Linked DNA regions of Mus musculus: all the other regions are linked to region 1. Evidence: chromatin contacts called from public promoter capture Hi-C data. All regions are on one chromosome and are shown on one strand. The core of a region is the stretch at or near the end of the contact, and the rest is flanking DNA. Distances in the headings are between cores, read along the strand shown. Region 1 holds the start of Postn (periostin, osteoblast specific factor). Region 2 has its middle 24 kb from the start of Gm31154. Region 3 overlaps Gm31154 (a long non-coding RNA gene). Region 4 has its middle 9.6 kb from the start of Gm40050.

Region 1 (5,546 bases), core at 2,565-5,064:
ACAATTATACTTCTTTGTAGAAATTAATTGAATGTTCTTGTGAATTTGATTTAAGCACATTGTAAACAATAAACATAAGATATGTCTATAGGAAGAGACCTGAAGATCAATAAGATGAGAACAGGACACTGTGTTTATGAGACAAATGTCTACACCAAACATTAATACAATCTGATAATCAGCTCTGAAGCAGAAAAAGTCATGCTGGGGAAGGGGCGAGCTTGCAGAACAGTGGCCTGGGACCTCAGCTGAGAAGTGGACAATGTGTTTATCTGAGGGGATGTTTCAAATACAACAAAAACGTTTAGGTTTTGTTCACAGAAAGCACATATGCTACACACAAATCCATTTTTCTATATGGCCAGGAAGTCACATAAAGCAAGAAAAAAGCATAATAATTGCTCTGCACAGCTTGGAGGTGGGGAATTTGCCCTCACTATCTGAGTAGTAACAAAAATGTCACAGAAAGCCAACTGAACATGTCACTTGCACCAACAGGGAGCCTGTGGAATGCTTTATGGAAGGGATTCTACATTACTATAAACAGTGCCTTAAACCTAAGCCTAGGGATGCTGATGCCTTCTTGAGACCTGGCCTGTTTCTTTCTAGTAAATTCCCAATGTCGCTGATTAACCAGAAGACAACTTAAAAAGCTGCATGACACAGAAGATGCTGGCAAGGACGTGTCAGGAAGGGAGTGGAGGGCAAGCCAGGCTTCCTCCCTGTCCATTCCATTGGTTTCTTTGCTTAGTTGAGGTTAGCATTTGTATTTGTCTCAGTGAAGAGATGTAAATGTGATTTTGAAATGGAAGCAACTGGAGGAAATTTTGCCAAGGGTACATTGTTAAAGTTTTGGTAAAATGTCTGGCTACCAGCACAACTTTTGGTTAATGGAAAACAAGAGACTCGACTTTGGTTGTGTGACAACTTTGGCATCTCTAATATAGTTACATTGTGAAAATAAGATGACTTTAACTTCCAGAAAGAACATGAAAATACTTTCCTTAAACACTCAACATAGGAAGATCACTGACTTCCCAAGCTTAAATAGTTCTGCATTGAGTGTTTGTCCCAATGGCACGAGGATAGAAATTGTCTTTCTATGTATGTATGTATGTATGTATGTATGTATGTATGTATGTATGTATTTAAAGGTTTCTCACTTTGGAGCTCAAGGTATCCTAGAGGTTGTAGAGGTTGGGGCAGTCTTCTTGCCTCAGCCTCTTTAGAGGGTACATGAAGTTCACCATGGTATCTTAAGTACATATTCAGATCCTCCAGTCCTCAAGGCTACCTCATAGAGGATCAGGTTGATGGCAGCAAGGGGCCCTTCCATTATTTTCAACACTGGGATGACATGAGCTATCCTACCTTTGAGACAGCACCCTCTTTGTAAAATGATAAATTGGGCAAGTGATTAACTTTTATAGACCTAGTGTTCTTATTTTTCTTACCAATAGCTATAGTGAAATAAATCAACAAACATGTCTACTACATCGTCAATCATGTTTTCCATCTCTAAGTTGATCAGTGAAATATACAGCAGAACCATGGGAGAATCATCCTTTTAGCTACAGGAATATTCGACCAAGTGATGGGCTTCACTGTCACTGTAATGGTTTCCTGGGGATCAGGCAGCCTGTGGAAAGTGCAACATCTTTCTCACTTTGTGCTTAGTGAAAATTCAGGGGTGAAGTGGAATCTTTATCATGATGTCTAAATGACTGGAGAAACATCTATTTGGGCTTTTACAATTTGACATTTCATATCAATTTGTTCTCCTTGATTCTGAGTGTGTGTGTGTGTGTGTGTGTGTGTGTGTGTGTGTGTGTGTGTGTATAGATATAAGACAAGCAAATGAAACACAGAGTGTATTAGGATCTCTTAAGACAGAAGAGGACAAAACAACAAAGAGTGTACAATGAGTAGAGACCACATTTTTTTTTTTTCACATAGATTCAGGACATATCACATGGTCACAGGGCCTGCTTTGGCCTCTTCAGCTTATGCACTTAGAGAGAAATCTACTCTTATAACAGTGGTGTTGAGAGGGAGCTTCTCTGCCTGTGCATGTGCCTTGCTTTAAAAACACATGAGTTTGGACAGTATCTTCAACTGGGGTGTGTGCCCAAGAAGAGGCAAATACCATCCTGTAGGCTCTTCAAACTTTCAATAAAGAAAAGGGTGAGACTCACGTTTTCTTCCCGCAGATAGCACCTTGATACCAGTTCTTACAGGAGCTGAAGTATTTCTTTTTGGTGCCCAGAATTTGCTGGAGGGCACAGACGTTTGGGCTGGAGATAGAGAGGGAGGAGGGCGAGGAAAAAAAGAGTTAATTGCTATGGCACCTGCCTCTTCCCAATTACAGGTCAGGTGACTGAAAGAAATGTTTGGGTGAAGTCCTGACATTCCAAGATGAGATCTCAACTTTGTATAAAGCTAACTCCTGTCCCAGTTCTATTGAGCTGCTGGCAAAAGCAGAAGTCTAAGAAAGATAGGAAGAGGAGGGAGAAGAGGAAAAAGGGAGGGGTATAGGAGGGAGGAGAGGATGTAGGGAGGGGAGGGGTGAGGAGAAGGGAAAAGGGAAGGGGGAGGAAGGGGAAGGCAGGGAAGACCACTGTATACTTGAGACTTATACCAGTATTTCAAAAAGTTAACCTGGCAGGGATATTTTAACAGAATTAGACTTAACAGAGTTTAGATTTATGTACAAACTACTGTTAATAGAGAAAAATTCCATTATTTTAAAACTAAGCATTTATTCATTTGGGAGATGGGTAGCTTCAGGATTTTTCTCGACAGCAGGAGACTGATGGTAAAGGACACAGGTTTTACTTCACACTCTGCTGTGTGACTCCCTAGGTGCTTACAGAAGTAGATTGGTGTTAAAAGTAACTTTTGAACAATGCCTTTACACAAATGAAATTTGTTTCTTTAAAGAGAACAAGTAAGAGTATCCTTCTCTATTGCAATTTTAAGCTTGCTTTCTCTTAAAGGGATGGAAATTCTACTCCACTGCTAAGCAGACTGCTCTGAGAACTCAGAAAAATGAAAATCCCCCTAAGGCTTAGGGAGGAATGCCAAGAGTCTCATGCAAAGTGTGCAGATGTTTGCTTGAGTTACTAAGATGTTTCTAATAACTTTTGAAAATCCTACATTTATCCTAGAAGATTAAAAAAATACTCCAAAAAGCCCAGAGTTAAATTTTCACATACAAAACAAAGGAAATTTGCACTGATATCTTGCAGGACATCTTAAAACCTTTGACATGATACCATTAAAGAGCAGACACTCTGATTTTGAAAACCATATTCTGCAGTAATGGAAAGAAATAAAATGCCAAGTAAACTGAATTAGTAAGGATTACCAAACTGTATTTCGTTAATTACATTAAAATTAACAACCCACATCAATTAAAAATACTTGCTATGTTGATAGCACTTCTTATGAGTTTAAGGCATATATATGTCATAGTAACTGTATATCTATCTACATCTATATATGTATATTTATAGAAGACCCATAATTGTTTCTTTTCCTATTACCTTGCAATAAGTAAAACAGCTCCCCTGTGGTGCATTTACAAGGAACTTCACGCATATTTCTAGAACAAGCTAAGTGAGACATAAAGATAAAACAAGCCAGGGACTTACCCCTGATCCCGACCCCTGATGCGGCTGTGAGCCAGGACCTTGTCATAGTAACTGTTGGCATTTGCAGGGTTAATATCACACAGGAACAGCAGCAGCAGAGCATATAAGGGCAGGAGAGGAACCATCTTCAGCCCTGAGCTCCGTCCAGGAAGAGATCTGGCCTGTGCTCTGGAGAGCTGAGTTTATATAGCTCTGGGCTGTGGGAGGGAGCAAGGCTGTGGGAGGGGGCGCTGGGCCAACCTGAAGCTTGCGATGGCCTTACAGAAGCACCAGCAGCCCTGGGCTGTCCCTGGAAATCTCCTGGGTTCTGAGCAATCTGAACTCTGTCTCCTATTTGTTTTCAATCATGGTGAGCCCGTTTTTCACTTCTATAGGTTTACATTGCGAAAAGAGCTGATTCTGAGTTTAGGGATCTCTCTGCCTTCTGTCTCTGCCACCACACTCTGTGTCTCTGAGCTCAGTTACTTTCCTGGTTTGATCTGATTGCACTTAAATCACTCCACAGCAGAACACGGAGAAGAGAAATCACAGGGGCATTTAACCCAAATCCTGGATAGATGTACAATGCATTTAAAGTGTGATTTCCACAGCTTATGTGGAAGAGACACATGCCCCTTGAAGTCCTATGAAACTGGGGCCATGTCTTTTCAACTCATAATGAGTATAGAGGGTTAAGTAACAAAGATCTACTTTGGGAGAATTTCTCTAACTTTTGAAATATATCTATCTATCTATCTATCTATCTATCTATCTATCTATCTATCTTTCTCACAATTTTACTTTTTTTTGTTTTCCATTACACACACACTGCATACTCTGATAAGCCCTGGAAACAAGTATTACTAATCCAGAAATAATGTGGCAATTAAATGCATATTAAGAAACAGGGTTGCTGCCAAGAGTATCCTTCTGCTTTCTGTAAGAACAACTGTACTCTCTTGGAGTTGAACCTCAGCATTCTTAGCTGAGGGAAGACACTTTGTTTTTTTGTTTTTTTGTTTTTTGTTTGTTTTTTAGGTCTTCACACATGACCAGATATGAGATGCAGAGAAACCTTTCGATGAAGAAGCTGCGAAGATACGAAGCTTCAGTTGGCAAGGAATGGAAACAGCCATCAGTCTCTGTGAATGCACACATTTTAAAGCATCTCTAGAGAGGGGGGTGTTTTCTGTGCTGTGTTGTGAAGCCCCCCCCCATACCCATTTATGGGTGTCAGTATTGTTTTCCCACTGACAAGGCAAAGACACTGTGGCTGTTTTACAGTTGGAAAAGTTGAAGGGAGGCCACATTAGTCCAGAGAGAATTCCTTATCTGGAGAGATGTGTAAGCTTCCCATGAGAAGTTTCCTTTCAGTGTTAAAATAATCCTGCAACTAACAGCTAATTTATTAAGTACACAGCCAAACAACACAGTTTGAAGATGAGTCAGAGGCCTCTGTCACTTCTGAAATTTTGGTATTAAAGGATTGAAAGTGTATAAAACTATCTCTGGAGAACTGGGAGAGAAGCTATCATGGAAAGTAAACTATGTTCCTTCCAGGGCACTTGTGTGATAGAAATCTAATCTCTTATTTATATTTATCTAAATGAAACTATTCTAACTTTAACTGCCTCTTTTTCTTGTTTGCTTTATAAATAGTTTTTGCTACTCTTAGTTTGTACAAATGGTGGGCTGTCCGTAACTGCTCAATGAAAAGGCAGCCGTATCTCATGCACATAAGGTCTATCTGATATCAACCAACTGGCTGTTAGAATGTTTATTGATGAGGTTACTGCAGTATTCTGACAAGCAGCACACATTCACTGTTTGGCACAAGGCAAAGCATACTCTCGTATGACAAAAAGGCACCCTGAAACCCCCTTTTTATAGTGTCCAATAATAGAAATCTGAAAT
Region 2 (6,261 bases), core at 522-3,021, 200 kb before region 1:
TCTGCTTTCCTTTTAATCTCTCCCAAAGTTCCTTGAAGTAGAAATTTCTGGTTTCCTTGGAGACTCAGATGTGTCATGTGATGTTTTTCTGGAATCCTTATGAGAGGATGTTTGTTTTGCTAAGGCAAACACTTGAGGAGACACACAATGCATAAGTACAATTAAGAGGATAAGTAGAATCCAAAAGACAGCAAATGATGTTCTTGCATTGGTTCACCTTGCAATGCTCCACTGATCTCCGCTGATCTCTGATTGTTGCGACTTTGTAGAGAGAAAAGCACAAAGGAATTTCTCGCGGTTTTCCAGCTCCTTTTGCCACTTCCTCAGACTCATGCCTATTAGGTGGATCCTTGAGGACTCTGGTTTCTTCTGTATTGAGCAGCTGCTACTGATTTGGGTTTGGTGTTTGCCAATTGGACTGGACTGCCACCAACCATTCATGTTTGATGTTTTTGGCTGGACTCCTGATATTTTGACAACAAAGATTGGAATCATCCCAAGAACTACTTCTAAACAAGTCTACAGCCCTTATTTCCTATTAACCTCTCTTCCCCCTACTTCTAGTAGATGGGCTAGAAGAGAGGTTGAAGCATAAGATGCCCAATTAAAGTAAGTTTTGAAAAATCTAAACCTACAGTCCTTGTTAAACTTCTCCATGCATGTATCCTATTCTTTTCTCTTATAATGTTGACCTTATTAACTGATATGGAAGGTCCACAACAAGCTCATCTCCCATTTGAAATTCTCCCTCACACCAAAGCACCAAAGTTCCAACTGTACAGAGCACCACTCTCTAGAAGCACATTTTCTATTCCTTGGATCTGATGGCAAAGGCTTGTTCTTTAGAGGGGGAAGGTGGCCTTCCTCCTTAGCCAAAGCAGCGTAACCCATAGTTTGATAGCTCTGCCGGCTAGTTTAATGTCAACTTGACACAGCTATAGTCAACTCAGAGGAGGGAACCTCAATTATGAAAATGCCTCTGTAAGATTGGCTTGTAGGCAAGCTTGTAGAATCTTTTTAAAATTAATGATTGATGAGGGAGGGCTCAGCCCATGGTGGGTGGTGCTGTCCCTGTGCTGGTGGTCCTGGGTTCTACGCCATGGGAAGCAAGCCAGTTGGCAGCACCCCTCCTTGACTTCCACTTTAGCTCCTGACTTCAGGTTTCTGCCCTGCTTGAGTTCCTGACCTGACATCTTTCAGTGATGAATAACGATGTGGAAGTAGAAGCCAAATATACCTTTTCCTCCTCAAGTTGCTTGGTCACGGTGTTTCATCACAGCAATAATAACCCTAACAATATTCTTTAAAAAGGCTATTTGTGTCTTGTTGCAGTTGGGTGATTGAAAGTTAGAAGGAATCTTAAAATCCATTATGCCTCTCAGTGGGATAATAGACTCGTTCAGTTTCTTTTTATGACTTAGAAAAAGGGTGAATTCTGAGTATAAAGAAGTCTTGTCACTGTTGCAGTAGGGCCCATTACTAACGCCAGAGCCCTGCACACTAAGCCTGTTTGCTTAGATAGCCTTCATCAGCGATGATGCTAAATCCCTACAACTTTCTGCCCCAGCTGCTACTCAAATTTTGACCTTTGGCCAAGATTTATTGAGACCCTAAATTCTAAAAGTCAATAGATTTATAGAGACCTACCCTTAAAATACTCTACAAAATTGTCTCCCTCTTCCCTCCCTCCCTCCTCCTTCCCTATCTCCCTTCCTCTCTTCTCCACCCCTCCCCATCTTAACAAGCGTTGCCCTCAGTATGTCTAAACCAATCTTTCTGCTACAGCCTGCTTCCTCTTGTTCACATTTCAGAACAAATAAATCAGTGGTTGAAGGGAACCATCTGGTTGCAATTTCTTTGAAGTTTTTTTTTTTTTTCTTTTAATCAGAAAATTCCCTAGTTTATTTTACTTGGCTGCTTTTTAGGGTGTGATTGTTTCAGTTGAACATCTAAATATCTTTCTCAAAGCTTCCACTAAAGTTTGAAATCCAACGGGGATGAATCTATAAACCAGAAGTACTGTTAGAGGGAAGGTAGACCCTAAGAACAATAGATTTCCCAAGGGTCTGGACTCAGACTTTCTGTAGACTAGACAGCTAAGCAGATGTGTCCCTGGGGCCCATGGCTCTTCTGGTCCATTTTCCCATTGTTTTTTGCATAGGGAGAAGAAAGTGCATGGTGGTTTCTACTGCTTCAGAGGAACAATGTTTCTAGAGTGGTTCCTGTTCATAATTGAGATTTTGTTTCTGCTGTTCACCTTGGTGTACAGTTTGGTCTTAATTTAAACATTTCTCCTTTTTACAGTTTAATTCATGCACAGTTTCATTGTCTGTTTTAGATATAGTGAGATCTAAAAAAAAAAGTGGTTGGCAAAGTCCTTTGAGAGCAAGATGCCTTCTTTGGATTTATCAAGCTAGGGGCAGTTAGTGTGTTATGACCTGGCTCTTGGCAGCTGGCGAACTTTTCCCAGATAGGAACTCAGTGGGCCAAAAGCAGGAACAGAGGAACAATGAATGTTAGATTCTAAGTTCTGAGGCCATTGGTTAAGTGCACCCCCAGAGCTGGCTGGATCCTTCTGGCAGAAGGATAGCAGCTGAGGTGCGGAGGGTTTGAGGGGGCTCAGGCACCTTTGGACTTGCTTGGCACTGGGATTTGTGTTTGACTCTTTTGGGAAAGTGGTGTGGCAGAAGGAAACCAGGGGAGATGTGCCAGAACATCAGGGCACCTTCTGGGAACAATCAAAGACCACTTAGCCTAAAGGCTCCTGCATCTTCAGGGCACCTTGGACTGCTTCTTAGAGAATTACAGTTACAGCACCAAGAGAAGCCAGTTTTCCTGCATTCAGACTTTGCATTGGTTCGGATCCATAGATTATCTGCGGGAGGGTTTGGGAAAGGCCTGCAGGCAGTGGTTATCATTAGGTTCCCCAGGGCAGGCAGTGCACTATCAAAGGAAATTCTCTCTAACTTTGGTGACTTTCCAAGGCTTGTGCTTAAGGCAGGATGTATGCATGCTGACTTGGGGGGAAGAGGGCCAGCTAACTTACTGTTACTGACAGTCTATGCTCTTTCCTCTCCTAGCTTCTCCCAGATCCTATCCAAGCCTTTCTGCTCATTCACTCTCTTAAAAAACACTCAAACACCCCCAACAAGAAACAAAACCAAACAAAAGGTCTCTCTCTCTCCTTCCAAAACAACAACAAAAACAAAACAATCCAAAATAAGCAATAAGATAAAAACTCCAAAACAAAGCAAAATGAAACAAAGAAGGCAACAGAATCCCATTCAGTTCCCTTTGTATTGACAACTCCTGACATGGGGCCTGCCTTGCAGTGTGGTTGATATGGCCAGTGAGACTCCATTGGGAAAAAAGGAGTTTTCTCTTTGCCAGCAGGAATCAATTGCAGATGTCTTCTCACTTAAGGGAGGGATCTAGTGTCCACTTCCCCCTCTCAGAGCTGGGACCCTGTCTGGTTTGAACCTGCACAGGCTTTGTACTTCTGTGACACTCTGAGTTCACATGGAAGTCAGTCCCGCTGTGTCTGGACGATGCTGTTTCCTTGGTTTCCTTCACCCTCTCTGGCTCTCACAATCTTTCCACATAGATCCCCGAGCCTTAAGGGGTATGGGCTGATGGAGACATCACACTGAGGGTGGATGGTTCCAGTAGCTCTCTCTCCGCACGTTGTCCAGCTGTGGGTCTCTGTGGTAGTTCCCACCGTGGTGATCTTTCATGGTGAGGATCCATTATTAGGAAGTTCATAACCACCAGACATGGAGGCCTTATCTCTGAATCTACTATCGATAAAACATACCTTGTTTTCTTTCTCCTCTCATCCTGCAGTCATGTCTGAAGCTGGAGGGAGAAAGGATAATTCATTTATTAACTTTTACAAACACCATGTCCGTTTAGCTCAACTTTAGGCCGACGAGTTAGCCCTGGTTCTATAGAGGCAGAGTCTTAAAATATTCACAATCCCCCCCCCAACGATTTCCATAAATTTCCTTAAAATGTCCCTAACCCAGATCTAGCCATCATCCACAGTTCTCAGGTATATAGAACTGTTACCTATGGAGGCCCTTCTTGCTGTTGGCCTTGTAGGAGCGCTAGTCCAACCCAAGATAAATGTCTCCTCAGAATTTTTAACAGACTTATCTTTATCAATTTTAATTATGTGTATATATGTGTGTTTATGTATAGAATATGTACATGTGATTACAGGTACCTTGGAAGCCAGAAGAGAAGAACACTGGATCTCCTGGCACGAAAGTCACAGACAGTTGTGAGCTACCAAGCGCTGGGGAAGAGCAGGAAGACCTCTTAACCACTCAGCCATCTTTCCAGGCCCAGCTTGTGTATTTTTGATATTTTTTTTGCAGTGTTTTTCTAAACATTCTTGGCTGTTGATTTTTGTAGAAGACAGTCGTATATGTCAACTATGGAAAGCCTGGGCAACACATGCATATATGTGTGCTTTCTCCAGCACTTTGACCTTTGACTTTTAAATACCTTTGTATACATCCTTGTTTAGTTATGAAGCATGGCATTTCAATAAAGAAGATGTATGTGAAAATAATGTTTATTTCATGAATAAGCATGTGGTTAAAGAGCCACGAACACGCTCTTGCTTTCCAAGTCAATGCAGGCGTTTGGAGGTGACCCAAGGCTCAGAGTCTTTGGTAACCCAAAGAGAAACCAAAGGTTTTTGAGAGTGCCTCTTCCTTTTCTCTGGCTAACTTCTTTTGAGCCATGAGTGTCATGTCCTGTGAGTCTGAGAACTTCTTTTAAGGTGCAAGCATATATTCATAGGGGGTGGGAGAATGAGAGATGGAAAAAAAGAGCAACGGGGAGAGAGCATGGCTCAAATATCTAAAAATGAGTTTCTGATCCTGATCCTTGAGTTTCTCTTGGCCATGAAAAATAAATGAAAATCATTAATTAGCCCTACCTTGGCTACGCACAAAGGAATTCTCAAACAAACAGAAAAGCACCACAGAAAAATCTTTTTCTCAAATATATGTGCATTTTCCAAGAGAGTTTACAACATCAGCTAAAATTACTTTTTACATTGATTACATATTTTTACAATGAGACTATGTTGGCCACTAAAAGTGCTGGAAATGTGGAAATGAAACATTGTGACTAAAAGCAACACAGGGGAAAGGGCTTGTTTGGTTTACATGTCCTGAATTGTGTCACTTGAGGGAAGACAAGGCAGGAACCTGGAGGAGAGAGCTGAAGGGAAGCCATAAAGGAATGTTGCTTCCTGGCTTACTTCTCATGGCTTGCTCAGCTGGCTTCCTTATATCCCACAGGATCACCAGCCCAGGGGTGGCACTGTCCATAGTAGGATGGGCCCTCCCTCATCAGTCACTAGTTAAGAAAATGCCTGACAGATTTGTCTGTAGCTCAGACAATGGAGGCATATTTTTTTCAATTGAGAATCCCTCTTCCCTAACTTGTGTTAAATCAACATAAAATGAACCATCACACTTGGTGTACATGAAACCACGTAAATCTAAGATTTATTTACCTTTTCCCACATTAAAGGAAAACATGGGGAGGGGACTGAGGAATAGCATGGACAGTCTGTGGAAATAGATGTCTGAATATTTCTAAGAATGTAAAAGGAGAAAAGAATTTATCTGAATAAACAAATTGGTGAGTGGTGTTTGGGTAAATTCTCAGATAAAGTGCTAAGCCAAGTTATAATAGAAATATGTGAACACACAATGAGATCTGTTATAGGTTGATTGCATCTACAAGGTAGTGAGGATTAAATAGGCCACTGTGTTAGCCACTTTTCTTTGGTGTCTTAAAGTAACAAAAGCAATTTAAAGAAAAATAGTCTGTTTTGCTTATGGTTCCAGAGGCCTAGAAGCCATAATGATGGGAAAGGGATGGCCTTCCAGCAGGAGGGAACCCAGGAGATTACATTTCATCTGCATCAGGAAGCAGAGAGGAAGAGTAGGAAGTGGTGTATTCTCAATAAGCTATAGAGTATAGACCCTGTAAGCCCACCCCTAGCGATAGACTTCCTCCAGCAAGGCTGACTCCTAGAAGGTCCATAACCTCCCCCAACAGCACCACCTAGTGGAGACCAAGCATTAAGTAACTGAGCTTAGAGGGGGACATTTCTCATATTGATCATATAGACACTATCATAGCTATAATACAAGATGATATGCACATAAGCTGCCTACTGTAAGTATATGAGTTATTTTAAAGTAGCATATTAGTCATCGGCAAAAACATAGACAA
Region 3 (5,923 bases), core at 181-2,680, 150 kb before region 1:
ACATGCTGTCCTCTTGCTTACACACACACACACACACACACACACACACACACACACACACACGCATACGCACACGCATACGCACACGCACGCAGGCATGCAGGCACTCGCGTGCGCACGAGAAACAAAAAACAATACAGATAATGGTGTAATTTATTACTACTTACTCAGGTTGCAAACTCAACAGTCTCCACCCAGGATCTACTGGAATGAGTATTTTTCAGTCTGGGATTGAGTTTTACATATGAGTATACTATTAGGAAGTGGGATGTGTGTTTTTCTACAAAAGCATGTGGTTACTCTAAGAATGTCAACTAAAATGCGCTCTTCAAACACCCCTGCCTAAACTTCAAGAAATCTTGATTGACAATTGTTTTATCTGAAATAACTAGTATGAAGAACAATGTATTCAGGGATATAAAATAGGATTGATAATGGTCTTGGCTTTCTATTTATATGGTTTTCTTTTTCACCCACAATTAACTTTGATTAATGGGCAGTGTAGATGGGATTAGATTTCTCTTTCTATGTGTATGCATGTGCATGCATATGTGTATCTAAATTAAGGAACAGATTTTGAGTAATGGCTCTCTCTGGTTGTGTATTTCTTTCCTCTTCTTAAAAGTAGAATCCTTGCTCATTAAAAGGAAGCTACACTTTTACTTGCTGTCTGAAAACGACTTTTCTTCTATGGGTTGATAGATGAGAATGCTATTTGATCACCATTCATTTATTCATTCATTCACTTGGTCCTTGCTGATAGAGAAACTTTGTGTCAAGTTGGCGATGCTTCTTCATTGAGAAATTAAAGAAATTAAAGTAAAAAAAATCACTTTGTCTCATCAATAAATTGAAAAAATGTTTATATGTGTAAAAAACCATGAAAAATAGACTATGTGGAAGTGTGTGTGTGTGTGTGTGTGTGTGTGTGTGTGTGTATGTGTGTTATGAGCATCAAGAAGTATTCAGGAAAACCTCTAGAAAATAAATGACACTCAGGCTATATGACAGTGTGGTAGACTTTGTTAATGTCTTTCGACCAAAAATCATAATCAAAATTTGAGTGTTGTTATTAATATATAAATATATTGAAGATATTTTGTTTCTGTTTTTATCCAGGCCTATAGAATTTTTTTTACATTAAAAGTTTTATTATTTGTGATGAATCAGGATAACATAATGAAGTCCCAATTTTTACCAAAATGCATTACTGATGTCTTCATATATTTTATGATATTTTCCTTAATTTTCCATGTTATTAGAAACAAACAAATGAAAAAGCAATGAAGTCAGCGAGCTATCAGAGAAATCTGCAATTTATAGCACAAATTTTATTTGACTAGTTTTGAATTCCACAGCATGAGAACATAGGCCCAGAGGGAGCTAGAAAAGTATTAATCAAAGGATGATGGAATATTGGCTTTTAGGTCCAGGATTTCAAATCCTTGTGGTGAAAAGGGAGAAATGGGCTGCCTTATACATCCAGGTTTAGTGGGAGAGGCCAATGACACTCACCCAATTTTGCTTTAAATAACAAATACTTTCTGTGTGTCCTGTGTCATTTAATGCCTTAACATTACTTTTCTTAGAAATATGAGTCACTTTGGGTGAATTTCTAATTTGAAAAGATGCCACATTTTAGCCCACCTGTGGGGACGTCTGGTCCTTGTGGTGTGATCAGGGTACCACTAGCAGGCTGCAGATGAATGGTGGACAAAAACAAGACTGGAAGAGGCACTTCTTGCCCTCTGTTGGTACCTTGGGCTGAGAATGAGTGTCCTGGCACTACCAGCTATTTCTGCCTGCATCCACTTTGACCAAACATTCCTTGTTAGAGGAAATTTCTTTTTCTAGCTGGAGCCATTAATAGCCTTTTTGTTGAGTTTGAACTCTCTGCAAATAGACATGGTAGTGATGTTGAGAGACTGGGTCACCTTTGACTCTCTTTAGGGCCTGAAAGATGGCTCAGCTGTTGTGAGTACTTACTGCTCTTGCTGAGACTTGGGTTTCGTTCCGAGCACTCACATGGCAATTTATACTTATCTATACTTCCCGTTCCAAACAATCTGATGCCTCCTGCTGGCATCCACAGGCACTACATACATGTGGTGCATATATCTACATGAAGGGGAAATACTCATACACATAAAACATAAAATAAATCTTTGAAAAATATACCCAGCTTTAGCCATCTATATAATCCCATGGACTTTCTCTTCTGGGTGTTGTTGTGAGTTCTTCTCTAGTTAGGGACGAACCAATACTCAGCCCTGGTGTTCTTATAAAGATGAAGATGCTCTCTTTCCTATGGGTAAAAATGTAATGCAGAGTGAAGCAGGGTTCTGCAGTCAAAACAAGTCTTCCTAATTCACCACTCAGGTCTGACTCATGACCTCACCCGAAAGATCGTGTGTACCTTTTAGTGTACATAACTGGAAATGGCACCTGGTGACACACTTTGGGCCAGATGTGGGCCTGTCAATATCTGTCATGAAAGAAGACTTGGAACTCTGATCTGCAACAGTCAGGATCCTTATTTTTCTTCTCTTTCCCCTCATCTCTCTTATATCACATCATAACATATTTTCGTCAGGCTTTAAACTTGCAACCTCCTAGAGTTGAGATGTCAGCTGAGTGACACTGTTCCTGCCATGAACTGTGGTCTTCACCACTCCAGGTAGAAGGAAGGTAGCAAGTTCATCTTGGGATAGATCTATTCCTCAAAAGCCAAGACTGAAATGGTGTTGAGGGCTTTCTTTGTGTCTTTAACTACATCATTCTCTTCTTTGGAAGACAAGAGTGAGCAGGTGGGTGGAGCCATGGTACAGAGGAGAGTTGAAGCTTTTTCCCAATACTTCTTGCAGTTTTATAGTGGGAAACATGAAGAGAAAGAAAATCAAGAGCATTTCTGTAACACTCTAGTCAACCAGCTTAGGTTGGGCCCTTGAACACTCATGTTGACTATATAACTGTTCTAACTGATTTTAATGTGATCCTCTAGAACCAAGGTTCTTGTAGAAATAGGGATGAGGACACCCACTGGGATTTCCACATTCATTTTCATAATTCCTGAAGTGAAATTCAAAGCTCTGGTTCCTTTGCCATGACACTCGAGGTTCATATAACCAAGTGTGTGATGGAATGTTCAGCCACATTATTTTTTATGCTTTCCCGTAAATCTGTGCTTCCGGCTCATTGAGCTCCTGGCAGTTGCGCAAACATTCATCTCTGAGCTCCCTTTTGTCATCATTTTAAGTGTTTTATTCTGACAAGTATCTCCATTCATTACCTGGATAAATATAACTGCATTTTCACAATTCAGCTTGGGAAAGTTTAGGTCTTGGTAGGTGCCTTCACTGAGTGGTTGATTCATGCTCATGTTCAAGGTGGGTTTGGTTTATCCCAACATTTCTTTTATAATTTCAAGCTTATCTGCTAGGATGATGAACCCATCTTTCATCTCTACATGTTCGCATCGTAGTACTCAGCAGACAGTCATCAACTGATAAGCACTGTTGAAACTTCTTACATTAGTCCCTTCCCTAATCAGTGTCATAGCTCTGATATTTGTTAAATGGTAAATGTTTATCAGAATAAATTATTTCCTTGTATAGAAATATTGGTAATATTTTGGTGATATTGGCAGAATGTGTTTCTCACTAAACAATACTTTGGTTTTCTGCTACCAACATTCTTTTGAAATACAAGTAAACTGACTTTAGTAAATTTTCCCTAGTATTTGTGTAATAGTTCCCCAAGAGTAGAAAAAAGTTATGTCTTGTAGTTCAAATTCTGGAAAATCAATTTTTAATCATTTCTAAACACTCATGAAGAGAGATATTTGTGCTGGTCCAAACAATTTGAGGGGTGTTATTAGGAACCGAACATATTTATATTTAGTTACATGTTGAAACAAATATTAAAGACAAAAGTAAGCTTCTGTAGGAAATAGAGACCATGTTATGTTAAGCGGCTTTGAACGGCACCCTGAAATGTTTACTGAGTAGGTGTTACATATTTAATAAAAAAATTACACAGTCTGTAAGAATTAGATATCAGAGACTTCATTTGTTAAATTTAGGCTAATGTAGAGAGGGAACATTTGTTTGTCCCTTTAACTCACCTTTAATCCACTAGGAAGAATTGTCTAAGTGTTGTGGGCTATAAAGTTATTTCTTGTTTATCTCTGGGCTCAAATTTGTTCAATCTGGTAAAAATATTTGAGTGGTGCGTATGACAACTTGGGGACTGAGAAATGTGGTGTGAATTATAAAGATTGGATTCTTAATCTAAGTAAAACCTTCACTGTTGGACGGTCTTTCCCAGCTCATGAAGGTCTTACATTCACAGGAAAATGTCTTTATTCATTTATCCTTAGACACACACACACACACACACACACACACACACACACACACACGGCATCTATTTTATTGTGACTATCCTGTCCATGAGAACAATGTCTATTTACAGATGCTTGAACATGCCATAATTTTATAGCTTATTTTGGGAATGACTTGAAGACTAGACTGGAAATATGTTTCTGTTATGGTTCTTGAATATGTCTTGTATTAGCTACTTGTCCCCCACTCCAACAAGAGCAAGTCAAAGGAGAAAGCATTTGTTCTGGCTCATAGTTCAAAGGTACAACCGTCTTGGTGTGGGAGTCATGGTAGCCTGAAGCAGCTGGTCATAGTGCATCTGCAGTCAATAACCAGGGGATGGTGAATGCTGTGCTCAGCTCATTTTTTCACATTATTAAGCATAGTACTCCACCATATGGAGCACTACACTGTATGGCAGGCAGACCCCTGGAGCTGAGGGCCAAACCAGGGCCTTGAAAGTGCTAGGCAAGTGCTTTACCACTGAGCTAAATCCCCAACCCTGAGAAGAATATTCAAGGCAAAGAGAACAGTAGTGAAAAAATACTTGAGTGAGAGATGTGGAGATAGACACAAGAATCAACTTTACATAGCCATGGTTGGTTGAACCAAGAAATACAAATAAGAGGCCAAAAAGCTCAGAGTCTAAAGATGTCAGATCCTAGTAGGCAGGAGCCGCTGTACTTTCCATATTCTTAGCTTCAATATCATCTGAACAGTTTTCAATCTGAAGCTCCTTCTTCAAATCCATCTTGGGCCATTGTTAGACTTGTGTTTTGTGTGTTCTCAAAGTGGAATCATGGGAAAGTGTATTCTAGCCACAGAAATGACATGACGTGATTAACATTTTAATGATGAAGGGAATGAAAAATCATTTATATTTTTTCCCCACAGAAACAGAAAGTAATGTTATCAGCAGTGTGAGTATAGATGAAAAGATGCTGGAGGTGGAGATATAAGGAGGAGAATGGAGATCAAGGACCAGAATGGTAATTTGAGATTGATAAGCTCCTGGTTGTGACCTTAGAGTGAGTGGTTGAAATGAGACAACACACACCTGAGGAGAGAGGCCTCGAGGTGTGCCTGCAAACGTTTGTCTTGATTGCATTAATTGAGATGGGAAGACACGTCCACTATGGGTGGTGCCATTCCCTGGCTAGGACCTGAGACTGTATAAGTGAAAAGGAGAGCTGAGCAGCAGCAACCATTCATCATGATTCTTGAATGTACTTACGATATGACCAACTGCTTCAAGTTCCTGCTGCTCTGACTTCCTTACTACGTCTTTTCTCCACTAAATTACATTTGTCAGAGTACTGTATTACAGGTTCAGCGAAAGACACTAAGGTAGTGATGGCTTCATTGTTGTGCACAAAGAGCAAATTGTGATCTGTGGTTGCATTCGTTTATTATTATTGAACATTTTCATTTGATTTGAAAAGTCTGTATGTTACAGTCAGAATAATGAAATGTTGTAGTTTAACAATTTTTTTTTCTCCACTGTATCAGTTGGTCACCCTGCCACCTGAAATCTAGGCCAT
Region 4 (5,676 bases), core at 739-3,238, 250 kb before region 1:
TGATTCTTTAAATAAATAGTGAAGCACGACTTCCTTGGCCCATGAAATCTCACAGCCATTCTTGACTAGTAGGTCCTTTTTACTGCTTTCTGTAGATGATGCCCAAGTTCTGACACAGTCACCATTGGACTATTTCTGCCAACTTTCCTGTCAATGTTTATATTCTTAAATAAGCATATATATCATATATATATCTTACAGAAGTATATAATACATATTCTTATATAAATACATATTAGTATTAGTATTATTAACATAGTAATAGTAATATAAATTAATACAAATTAATCCAATCAATCAACTAATTGATATTAATATTAATGTATACTATATATATATATATTTAAATATTTACATGTTTAGGTTATATGCTTTAAAGAATTAGTAGTGTTCTTTTTACTTTCCCTCCCTCCGTCCCTCTCCCTTCCTCCTTTCCTTCCTTCCTTCCTTTCTCCCAATAGGTTATTGCTTTATAGCTTAGCCTGACCACAAACTCCACTGTGGAGCTTAGACTGATTTTTCTGCCTCAGCATCCCAACTGCTGGCGTTGTCTACACCCCATGCTCAGCTGGTCTGAGTCCCCACTCTGATTCATTCTGATCACTATCTTTGAATCCATCCAATCACTTCACTTCCGGAGTATGGGCTCACTGCTCAGACGGAACAGCCCTCAGTTGTGGAGAGCTCAGCAGGCTCAGGCTCCAGTGTTAGACATCTGCCTTCCGAGTGCAGTCCCCACAGGTGTCAACATTTCACCCAACACACAGCTCCGTAGACTTCAGAACCTCTCCCAAGGTCACACAGCTCTTAAGACGCTGGTCTGGAATCTCAGTTCATCTTACCACCTTCAATTCAGGATGTGTATGGGTGGGAGGAAGGAACCACCCCCAGGCTTTTAGCCATTATAAGTTAATGGTTTTTTGTGAGGGACTGAGTGAAGTTCAGGTTTACTGTTTTGAGTTTTAACTAGAGCAGTATAACCCCCCACCAACTGGCTGTTCTGTTGCTTTCACAGTGTGCATGAGCACTGTGCCTTTGGCCTGAACTTCATCTGTGTTGCTTTCTTTACTTTCCCTCGTCTACTAAACACAAAGTCTCCAGTAGAAAGCATTTTCTGCTCTGCCCTTAAATACCACGGCATCAACTGGCTTATGAGGAACTCTTGCTCCCTGACTATTGACTACATTGATTTTGTTTCTCTTGTATCTACATATCATTTACAACACTGATGTCTGTGTGTGATCTCCTCTGCAGAGCTGAAATGAGTCCATGAATTAGAGCTGTACTGAAATGTTGGGAGGGCTGGGGAGAGGACTCAGAGGTTAAGTGTTTGCTGCTCTAGCAGAGCGTCCAACTTTAGTTCCTAGCACCCGTGTCAGGCCGCTCTCAACCACTTGTAACTAACTCTGGCTTGAGGGTATCCAATACCCTCTGAGGTACTTGTACTCATGTGCACAGATATACATACTTGAGTATAATTGAAAGCAAGATGAATATGGGTGTGGTAGGTATACAATGTTAATCCCAGTAGAGTTGAAATCAGAGGTGGATGGATCTCTGTGAGTTCAGGCCAGTGTGATTTACATAGTGAGTTCCAAAACAGGCTGATGGAGACCCTGTCTTAAAAGAAAATCTTAAGGGCTGGAGAGACAGCTCAGAAATGAAGGGCACTGGCTGTTTCTCCAGAGGTTCTGAGTTCAATTCCCAGCAACTACAAGGTGGTTTAAAACCATCTGTAATCGGATCTGATACTTTTTTTCTGGCATGTAGGTGTATATGCAGATAGAGTACTCATATACATAAAAACAAAGCTTTAATAAAAATCTTAAAACTACTTAAGGAAAATAATTAAATGGGTCTGACGTGTTTTCCAATGGCGATTAAAAAACTGAAAATTCAACTCAAGAAGAGGAAGTGTTAGCTGTCACCCGAGAGGCAGATGACCTCGGATTATATAATCGTTTCTGGGATCTGGTTACTACTGGAAGCTGAAAGACTGCAACCACAAGAATGGAGACTTTGCCACTAGTTCTGGAATAAACAGGAAATACAGTACCAGACTTCTGGCAGGGGAGCCTGCCATCATGAAAGTTCAGGTTCTGAGACTGGAGTGCTTTCATCCTACTTGCTAAAGTCTTCGCCATCATTTTCTGTTACCTAACGACTGGAGACTCTAGGACAGTAGTTCCCAGACCACATGCAGAGTCGATGAAAACCAGATGTCCCCAAACTAGAAGCCATTGCAACACAAACTCTTGGATGGATAAACAGGGCTATCTGTCGGTGTGGGGAGATGATGAAGCCGTGAGGTGCCAGGCACAGTGTGACAAGGAAGGCCAGAGACAGTGTCTTAGAATTCGTTATGTTCTTTGCTTTAGCTCCTCAGCATCCGTATTGCCTTGCTAGTGGAAAAAGCACTGCACCTGGAAGATGCAGTCAGCAAGGGAAACCTGGACCCAGTTTCTCCCTGCTAAGCTCCTTAAAGCCAGCGTGAGGCCCTACTGCCAGGGATGCTATCTCCGCTCCAGTGGATGCTTTCCCTTGAGATCTGGTGTGTGTGTGTGTGTGTGTGTGTGTGTGTGTGTGTGTGTGTGTGTTCATTCTCCTGCTTGGCTCTTCTCCTTAGAACTTAGAATTTGAGGTTTGTAAATCATAATATAAAAGGAAAGAAAAAGTGTGGCTACAGGCCTGCAAGAGTTGCTGGGAACAGACAGACAAAATGTCGGTAGAGACCGAAGATGGAGAAGGCTTAGTAAAGAATCAAAGCAAAGAGCAGTACTGGTTGGCAGTGTCTTCCAGGTGACAGGCTGATGTTTGATATATAATATATATATATATATATGTTTGATATAATATATATGTTTGATATATAATATATATATATATGTGTGTGTGTGTGTGATATATAATATATATATGTTTGATATATAATATAGGTACTTAGTGAGCTTGGGAGATGCTTAACTTGATAGCTTCCAGGAAAATATTTCAAGCCAATATTAGACACACATAAATCCACACACCTCACAAACTGCTTAAGGCATTAGCCATTAGTCAATAGGACATACTCTCCCGGCCACTAGTGCAAGAACAGCACTTATTTATGGAACATTCTCCGAAGAGGACTGAAATCTTTTAAAATAACCCAGTCCACAAAATAAAATAAAAGGCTTTTGTGAGCTTTCCGACCCTGCACGTCAGCACTGTATCAACCAGGGAGCCTTTGATGCAACTATCTGGTGTGCATTATTATTATTTTTTGGGGGGGGGCACATTTTTTTCATTGAGCTTGATGTACTTTTAAAAAGCTAGTTCAAAAGGAGCATAAAATTTCAGTATATTTTAAATTAATTGTAGTTGAGCTCAGCCAAAAGTATTGCGTTCCAAGCCAGGTATGGGTAGAACTGCTTTTAAAAAAATCACAGTTTAAAATCACAGTTGACTGGGCTGCAGCAGCCCAATGTAAGCAAACACTTCGTGTGTTTCTAAAGACATGGAGCTCCGAATTGAAAGATGTATGTGTACGTGCCCGAATTATATGTGTGTGCCATGTGTGTAGAGTGCCTTTGGGGGACCAGAAGAAGGTGACAGAGTCCCTGGGACTGGAGTTGCTGGCAGTTATAAGTTTCCCTATGAGCCCTGAACCATTGATAACAATCATTCGTGACAAATAGCAATGGAGTTGGACCACATCTGTAAAAGATAGATAGCATGTGGATTTCTGCACTTGAACTGCCAGCCAATGTGGTGGTACTGCGATGTAACTAGCATAAACCAGAACTGACTCCTGGAGGAAATACATGCAACAACTTTTTAATCCTAATAACTCACACTGGTAGAGTCTATTGTCTTTCTGTTACCGAAGACACAGCTAGGGCTGGAGAGACGGCTCAGCGGTTACGAGCACTGATTGCTTTTCCGAAGAAATCCCAGCAACCTGGTGGTTCACAACCATCCACAATGAGATCTGACACCCTCTTCTGGTGTGTCTGAAGACAGCTACAGTGAACTTACATATAATAATAAATAAATCTTAAAAAAAAAGACACAGCTAGATCGAGAAGCACCAAGTGGCTTGCCTTAGCTCAGAACACTAACAGGCTCCAATGCTGAATTAAAATCAATCCACATGGTCTCAGGGCTGGATCCAAGTCACCCTTCCTATTCTGCAGTTCCCATACCCTGCCTATCTCTGTGTGCAAGTAGGGGTGAGGACAGGCAGGCTGGCACCTCACTGCATCTGGGAACTAGTGCACAGTTTTCTTCTGCTGCTCTGCACATGATGACAGATCATGGAAGAAAGTCTTTGAGGTTTGCAAATAAATTTTAGCAGAAAGTTGAATGTATAGACTTGGAATCCGAATAAGATCCTTCAGAGGGATTGACTGTGTACATGAGACTACAAAGCCTATCTACCCACAACCCCCTGTGCAGCTTATTGAGGGAAGGGAACACCACACAGGGGTCTCTGAACTCTAAGTTATACAGCAATGAGCTTCTGTGGTGGTTTCCATGTGTCTGGTTTGTGTTATAGGTGTATCCATCTGACTAGTCAACTTGTTTTATGGGACAAAACTAATCAGTGCATTGGATAACGATGTTGCAGATCTAGGTGATATAAATGTCTAGCCGTGTAGTCATCTGCAAGGGAGTCTTGCATGTCACACGAAGCAAGTGGTAGCACATTTAGTCAGTCACACTGGCATAACCTGAATCCCAAAGCTTCGAGGAGTGTTGCCAACTACCACATCTGTGCTTTTCTCCTCTCTTCATTTGACGTTATCAAGAGGTCTGTGAATAATGACTCCAGTCACTTCCACAGCTCAGTTTGAGAGGTGAGAGTGACAACTTTTGGCAGAAACATTAAAGCTCTACAAACCCTATATGGCTGTTAACAACCAGGACACTGGTGTAGACAACTTGGACCTACAGAGCATAGACTGACGTAACAGTGCTACATTATAGCAGGGACAATCTACCAAGGTGGAACATCACTGAGGTGTGACATCTGTCATCATAGAGTCCACCTCAGCTTCATGCTTTTGGGAAAGAGTAATTTGGGGCAAGGTCATTCATTAGTGTCTTAAGGTTTCTATTGCTGCAAAGAGACACCATGATCATGGCAACTCTTATAAAGGCAAACATTTAACTTGGTTTATAGTTCAGAGATTTAGTCCATTTTCATCATGGAGGGAAGCATGACAGCATTCATACAGACATGGTGCTAGAGAGGTAGCTAAGAGGTCTACATCTGGATCTATAGGAAGCAGGGAGAGAGAGTGACACTGGGCCTGGCTTGAGCATTTGAAACTACCCCCAAAGCTACATCCAGTGATATACTTCCTTCAACAAGGCCATAACCTATTCCACCCAGGCTATACTTCTTAATAGTGCCACTTCCTTTAAGCCTGCGGGGGCCATTTTTATTCAAGCTATAATAGCTAGGTTCTGATTCTCCTCAAACTATACTCCCTAATTAGTTTTATAATATGAGTACTCTTATACAACTATACACTAAGATTTTACATAAGGTCAAAAGTTTTGACAAATTTCCTTTGTCTTAATGGACTATCTATATTTTGAGTACAAAGAACACACTGATTATAGTTCGTGCATGCGCTTAAAAGGGATTTTGAGCTGGCTAGTCCTGCTGTATCAGCCTAAGGAACTGTGTTC

What was found. Promoter capture Hi-C pulls out the DNA fragments that hold promoters and counts their contacts.
Region 2: a contact with region 1 is called in a promoter capture Hi-C map of second pharyngeal arch cranial neural crest, with 5 times the contacts expected there. The contact joins the enhancer-like site here to the promoter of Postn in region 1. A contact is called at or near these places in 19 of 39 promoter capture datasets (the 3T3-L1 cell line, 3T3-L1-derived adipocytes, the HPC-7 cell line and 12 more), 2 of 15 datasets of contacts at CTCF or cohesin (the NIH/3T3 cell line and stem cell-derived epiblast-like cells), 13 of 484 Hi-C or Micro-C datasets (the 3T3-L1 cell line, the C2C12 cell line, CD8 T cells and 7 more), 8 of 115 datasets of contacts at active chromatin or transcription factors (the NIH/3T3 cell line, craniofacial prominence, embryonic fibroblasts and 5 more) and 4 of 9 other capture datasets (adipose tissue, liver, macrophages and 1 more).
Region 3: a contact with region 1 is called in a promoter capture Hi-C map of the 3T3-L1 cell line, with 6 times the contacts expected there. The contact joins the enhancer-like site here to the promoter of Postn in region 1. A contact is called at or near these places in 16 of 39 promoter capture datasets (the 3T3-L1 cell line, 3T3-L1-derived adipocytes, the HPC-7 cell line and 8 more), 6 of 15 datasets of contacts at CTCF or cohesin (the NIH/3T3 cell line, embryonic stem cells, liver and 2 more), 51 of 484 Hi-C or Micro-C datasets (3T3-L1-derived adipocytes, the AtT-20 cell line, CD4 T cells and 18 more), 6 of 115 datasets of contacts at active chromatin or transcription factors (embryonic fibroblasts, embryonic stem cells, fibro-adipogenic progenitors and 2 more) and 3 of 9 other capture datasets (adipose tissue, liver and pancreatic islet).
Region 4: a promoter capture Hi-C map of frontonasal cranial neural crest shows a contact between it and region 1, with 4 times the contacts expected there. The contact joins the enhancer-like site here to the promoter of Postn in region 1. A contact is called at or near these places in 10 of 39 promoter capture datasets (the 3T3-L1 cell line, HPC-7-derived erythroid cells, cranial neural crest and 7 more), 1 of 115 datasets of contacts at active chromatin or transcription factors (fibro-adipogenic progenitors) and 3 of 9 other capture datasets (adipose tissue, liver and pancreatic islet).

What each region holds. Positions count from the first base shown.
Region 1 is chr3:54,359,375-54,364,920 of GRCm38.p6, reverse strand. It overlaps Postn (periostin, osteoblast specific factor), which reads right to left and starts at 3,814. Exons shown (of 22, transcript NM_001198765.1): 1 at 3,654-3,814; 2 at 2,196-2,294. The coding sequence starts at 3,778. Gm31095 (a long non-coding RNA gene) reads left to right here and starts at 3,850. Exons shown (of 2, transcript XR_375670.3): 1 at 3,850-4,002; 2 at 4,671-5,259.
Region 2 is chr3:54,555,966-54,562,226 of GRCm38.p6, reverse strand. No RefSeq gene overlaps it. Among named protein-coding and RNA genes, the nearest start is that of Gm31154, 24 kb to the right of the region's middle. Within about 2 kb of position 1,771, at least 24 of the 459 cell types and tissues checked have an H3K27ac peak or open chromatin away from gene starts, as enhancers often do. A contact at or near this core is called in cancer-associated fibroblasts, craniofacial prominence, heart atrium and 1 more, where this site is marked.
Region 3 is chr3:54,511,133-54,517,055 of GRCm38.p6, reverse strand. All of the region lies in intron 3 of Gm31154 (a long non-coding RNA gene), which reads left to right. Among named protein-coding and RNA genes, the nearest start is that of Gm31154, 21 kb to the left of the region's middle. Within about 2 kb of position 1,430, at least 1 of the 459 cell types and tissues checked has an H3K27ac peak or open chromatin away from gene starts, as enhancers often do.
Region 4 is chr3:54,608,108-54,613,783 of GRCm38.p6, reverse strand. No RefSeq gene overlaps it. Among named protein-coding and RNA genes, the nearest start is that of Gm40050, 9.6 kb to the right of the region's middle. Within about 2 kb of position 1,988, at least 18 of the 459 cell types and tissues checked have an H3K27ac peak or open chromatin away from gene starts, as enhancers often do. A contact at or near this core is called in fibro-adipogenic progenitors, where this site is marked.